Linked DNA regions of Mus musculus: region 1 is linked to region 2. The links are chromatin contacts, called in public HiCAR-type maps. All regions are on one chromosome and are shown on one strand. Each heading gives the region's core, a stretch centred on a gene start, on an enhancer-like site or on the middle of the called end of the contact. The rest is flanking DNA. Distances are from core to core; before and after follow the strand shown.

Region 1 (2,700 bases), core at 122-2,621, 3.0 Mb after region 2:
ATCATCAAGTTCTGCCTTCTTCAAAGTACTATCTGATAACACCTGGTTCATTGTACTTAAGAATAGAAAGAAAAAAAAAAAAGCACTAAGCATGAACGGTACTAACATAGCTAAAGCACTTTATGTATCACACTGAACCCGCTAGAAGTGCCCAAACTGGGTAATCTCGCTGTCCAACGTAACCTGTCAACTTGCTAAACGTAAGTACCAGGTAAACGGGAGCATAAAGAGGCTCAGTGGTTTACTACTTAAGAAGCAGAAGCCGGATTCGAACCCAGATGGATAGATACTCTCCCACCAATACCCGCTCCAAAGATTGAAGTTCCATGAAGGCAGGGTCTTGGTCCTGGCAACATCCATCCCCAAGGCGGATCACAGGACCTGGCGCCCATGTTCTGGCGCTCGGAAGCCAAGCTGGCTGGATGAATGGTGGGAGGAATGCGTTCCTTTGTCATCTGGGTTATCTTCCAGAACTCTCTGAGCATCCAGCGCAGAAATCCTCCCGGCCCGAAGAGGAGGAGCCCAAGAAGCGCCCGAGCTCCAAGGCCCCCCGCCCCGGGCTCACCTTGAAGTCGCGGCTGTGTTGCGGGGTGTACTCCAGCGTCCAGAGCGCCCGCACCAGATGCGCCAGCTGCTCGGTGACCTCGCCCTGGCCGTGCGGCCCGCGGCCCGCCGGCTGCTCCGACTCCGGCTCTGGCTCCGGTCGGCCCGCCCGGTACTGGCCCAGAGCCAGGTACTCGGCGAAGAGCTCGGTGTTACTGAGGCACTGCAGCGTGGCGTTCATGAAGCACGTGTTGCCGTGGTTGCGGAGCCCCGCCACGCCGGGCACCGGCTCCGAGGCGCAGGCGGGAGGCGCGGGCGAGGCGGGCGGCGGCGGGCACGGCGGCGGCGTGGGCGCGGAGGCCGGCCCGGGCGGGAAGCAGCTGCGGAGGCCGCCGCGGTCCGGGGCGGCGCCCTCGGAGCTGAGGTGCGAGAGCGTGGACAGCGTCTTGAGGACGCGGCTCATGAAACTGCCCACCGAGCGCGCCGACGACGGCGACGAGGGCGCGGCCGGCCCGGGGCCGCCAGCGCCGCCGCCGCCCCCCGCGCGGCCACTCCGGAACAGCCGCTTGCTGAACGAGCGCTTCTCCTTCCCGCCCGCCGCCACCGGCGGCCCGGGCCCGGGCGCCGTTACCTTGGACATGGCGGCGGTTGCCGACGCTCATCACCGCGCCAGTCCGCCCGGACCGCGACTCCGCCACGGCCGCCGCCGCATCCCGCCGCCTGCGCCTCACCCGGCCCGGGGGGCTTCACGCCCTACACCACCTCAGAGCGCCGCGGAGAGAGCGAGCAAGAGAGCGGCGACCGAGGGGCGCGCGTGCGTCGCGCGGCCGCCCAAGTGGGCAGCTCACGTGACTCGCTGGCATCGCAGCCCCGCCCCGCACTGAAGCTGCGAGGCCGCCATATTGACTGTGGGAACAGCTCTCTCCCTGAACCCTGATTCAAGGACTCCCTCGGCTTAGGGCGTGGTTCTGCGTGTTGAAGCTCAAGACTGGCCATGTTTAGTATGGGCACGGTCCTAAACGTTAGGGCAGGCGCTGGATGGTGGATTTTAGGGGTGGGTCTCTGTCTTTGCTTGTCAAATAGAAAAGATCTAGAGAAAGTACTGAAATCAAGCTGCCACGTACCAGGTGGCAGAGGAGCTGATAGATACAGCTTTGTCTTGTCCCAGGCGGGTTAACTCAGCCTGGCTCCCGAGGGACTGCCGCGTACCCACCCGAACGTGGTCACGGAGCTGGCACATTCTGGTGGGCTTTTCTTTCAGGATGTACCTTGAGGTCTCAGCAAAGTAATATTATTAGAATTGCCTTGCTGAAAAGTTTTGTAAAATACAGCCTTTAAATCCTCTGAGCTCTCCCTTTAATCACTCAATAAACTGAGCATTTGCTCATTCATTCATTCAATCATTCATTCATCCATCCATTCATTCAGTAAATATAGCAACTGAACACTTGCTGTTTGCCAAATACTGTACTAAACTCTAAGGATACGACAAGACTGAAACTAACTGAGTTTCTGCTTGCCTTCCTATAGTGTACACTCTCAGTAGGTATTCATTCATGATTACCTCTGTATTCCACACACTATGCCAATCATGGAATACCTTCCTTGGTTTTCAGTTCAGTGCCTTTGACATCTCATTTAAACCCAAGTTTGGCTCAAAGACTTAACCTTTAAACCAAGGGTCACAGATGCACTACTATCGCAGAGGCTAGATAGGTCATAGCAATGAACAAAGAATCCTGGTGAGGGGTCGGTCATCTGCTGATCAGGTCATACTTCACATATCTTGGGAATACAAGAAATGTTGTGGACAGCGGCAACCTGCTAATTAACATTCTTCTAAAGAGATGGCTTTCGCTCACCTCCAGTCAGTTGTTCCCATGTGAGAATGAGGGCTTAGTGTTGCCAGATCAGCTGATTTTTAGAGAAAAGGTGGAAATTCTATTTTTAAATGTTGGTTCAATTTTTTTTAAAGGAAAAAAAACTGCATGGGAGAACAGCGTGCATTAAGGCTGCCTACTACTCAAAATCCACTGGTTTCTGACCTTCTCTTTGTATGTTCTCTTTGCTAAGAGATGAGCCTGAGCCCTGGTTACTGCAAAAAACAGATAATGGGAAAGAAAGCCCATAACATTTTAAAGATAGAAAGGCCACCCT
Region 2 (2,700 bases), core at 159-2,658:
AGGAATGACCTCCTATACCCCTCAAGTCAACTCTTGGCATTCTTCCATCTAAAACAATCTAGCTATGTAAGCAGTTAAGGTGTGACGTCACTCCACATACTTCTTTCATGCTATTTTTTTGATCTACAATTAAACCCACAGATGCAAGGCCAACACGTATGAAGGCTGACTGTAGTGCACTGAAGTCCATAATCCACTGAAATGCTCTTGCCATACAAGCTGACATTAATCTGAAAACAGAAGGCTTCCAAGGGCAAAGGGCTATTAAAATTCTCCTGGGTGCCTTATGGAAAGGGGAAGCAAATATTGACAGAGGAGTCTGGCTGCCAGGGTTGACGACTATGATGAAGGTGTATTTGGAAAGAGGCCATAAAGATAATATCCAAGTAATACAGAGGACAGAAATACACCCTGTGATAAGGGTGATTAAGAATATCTTGCTAGTTGGTGGTGGTGGGTGTCTTTAGTCCCAGCACTTTAACCCCACCAGGCAGGTGGATCTGAGTTGAGGCCAGTCTGATAAGTTCAAGGAGTGGACTACAGAGAAACCCTGTCTCGAAAAAAAGAGAGAAATCCCATTTACTAACAAGAACCCATTTGACCTAGTTCATATCTTAATTCATCCATACACTAGAGTTTGTTCTGCTCCTCGAAGCCAGCACCACATATAAGCCTGTTGTGTTGTGTTGCTACCTTACCACTCCAACATAAACCTCACCTCAGGCCCTTTGCACTTGCCATCGGCATCCTGGAACACTTCCCACTGATTCCAACCTTGTAATTCTAGTTCACAGTTCACAAATATCTAGTTCATAGAAAACTACTGCTACATAATGCACTGCCCCACCCTAAAGTAGCCTCATATGTTATCTCTCCCAACCCAGATGAAAGCCCTGTCAAAGGAGTCGTGCCTGGCTGCCATCCCAGCGTCTGGCACATACCAAGTCTTACAATTACCCGCGGAATTCTAGAAATAGCTGAAGTGGGGAGGGATGCGGAGCCGGGAGGAGAAGAAGAGATGTCAGCGGCGGAGCAGGCCCGAGGCGTGCGCGGGGCTCACCTGCCGGATGGCCGCCAGCGTGTTCTCGGGCGCGTCGTGGCTGCCGCCGCGATGGGCGATGGCGGACACGCGGTCACGGGGCTTGAGCACCTGCAGGGCCCGGCGGGACGGCACCGGCTCGAAGCTGAAGAACCGCAGCAGGATGTAGAGGCTGCCGGTGAGCACGCAGGCGTTGAAGGGGCTGCGTGTCACCACCAGCAGCAGCACCAGCACGAAGGAGAAGGGGCCCAGGAGGCCGCCCTGGTCCTCCCACAGCCACATGCCGGCGCCTGCACCGGCACGGACCGGAGCCCCGGACCTGCCGGGCGACGCGTAGACGCCGAGGTACTGGCCACAGCCGGAACCCTCCGCTGGGAGCAGCGCTGCACAATGGCGCCGACGGACCCATCTCGAGAAAGAGCCCGCCCTCCAGCCAATCAGAGTCCCGGAGCTTCGGCGTTGGGGGGCCGGAACCGCTGTCATGGCAACAGGAGCAGGCCCTTGCCCCAGGCCTGGGTTCCAAGGGCGCTTCGGGTTATGTAAAGTGAGGACAAGACTTAGACCCTGTCCTTCAGACTTAGTGGAAGGAGGGTGACACGGTCAAAGTTTCTTAGTGACCTTGTATCTGACCTCGAGGAAACTAAAGGCTTTGACTTTAAAAGGAACAGGATGTTTAACCTGCTTATTCAAAATGTGCCAGTAGTGTTTCCAGAGTTCTTCTGGGTCAGAGACAGGGCCTGTAATGAGCCAGGCTTACCCTGGAGCTGTAATAAGTTACGCTCCATGAACCAAACAAAAAAAAAAGTAAAAAGCAGAGAAATGGACACACCGGGAAGAAATCTAGTAAAGCACACCCACAAGTCCGTTTTCAGGGTTCTGACGGGAGGTTTAGGTTTAAATAGAGGGCAAGAGGCATGCTTGGCTAAGAAGCCCCGCCCATCATTGACCACTTAGTTCCAGTCTGTTCAGAAAGGTCCGGGACCTTCAGAACCCTTTGAACTTACAGAAAAGATACATTTTTTTCCAGGCTGGACACAGGCTCTAAGCCCTTTCCTTCTCTCAAAATCAGACTCCTAAGGAAATTCCAATTTCCTGCGGTCCATGCCTCAAAATAATATCAAGAAGGGTGACTTACAAATGTCTCTTTGGAATATCTTCATTCTTGCAAGGGCTGTTTCCACCAGGACACATGTCTGCATTTAGTGAAAGTACCTTCCCCTTGCGGGAAGTAGTATTGAGCACGATAACAAGACAAGGAAAATTAAGGGACCGTGGGAAGGAAAAAGAGCTCTTACTAGAAGTGTGGTTAAAGCCTCTTGACTTTAAGCATCAAGAATTCCTGCATGGGTAGCCCACATTCCTTTTATATGGAGATGCTTCAAGTTAGAATGTTCAAATAGCAACAAATCTAAAGGTCTAATATATGGCTTTTCTCCTTTTCCATCTGCAAGCCTGCAATTTGCTAGGAATCTCGTTGACAGTAAAGATGCGTTCACCTCCTTGTGGGACCTTTGTGAATCATGGTTTTATCTTAAGGATTGTGGCTCTTCTCAGTGTGCCCAGAAAGCCACCTTAAATCTCATTTATTGGGCTGGAGAGCTGACTCAATGATTGGGAGTACTGGCTGCTCTTCCAGAGGAACTGAGTTCAATCCCCAGCCT

The links. HiCAR-type assays count read pairs that join an accessible place to other places.
Region 1: a HiCAR-type map of astrocytes shows a contact between it and region 2, with 2.4 times the contacts expected there. The contact joins the promoter of Usp31 here to the promoter of Gde1 in region 2. A contact is called at or near these places in 1 of 39 promoter capture datasets (pre-B cells) and 1 of 115 datasets of contacts at active chromatin or transcription factors (astrocytes).

The regions. Positions count from the first base shown.
Region 1 is chr7:121,706,071-121,708,770 of GRCm38.p6, forward strand. It overlaps Usp31 (ubiquitin specific peptidase 31), which reads right to left and starts at 1,372. Exons shown (of 16, transcript NM_001033173.2): 1 at 566-1,372. The coding sequence starts at 1,183.
Region 2 is chr7:118,704,330-118,707,029 of GRCm38.p6, forward strand. Gde1 (glycerophosphodiester phosphodiesterase 1) reads right to left here and starts at 1,409. Exons shown (of 6, transcript NM_019580.4): 1 at 1,061-1,409. The coding sequence starts at 1,321.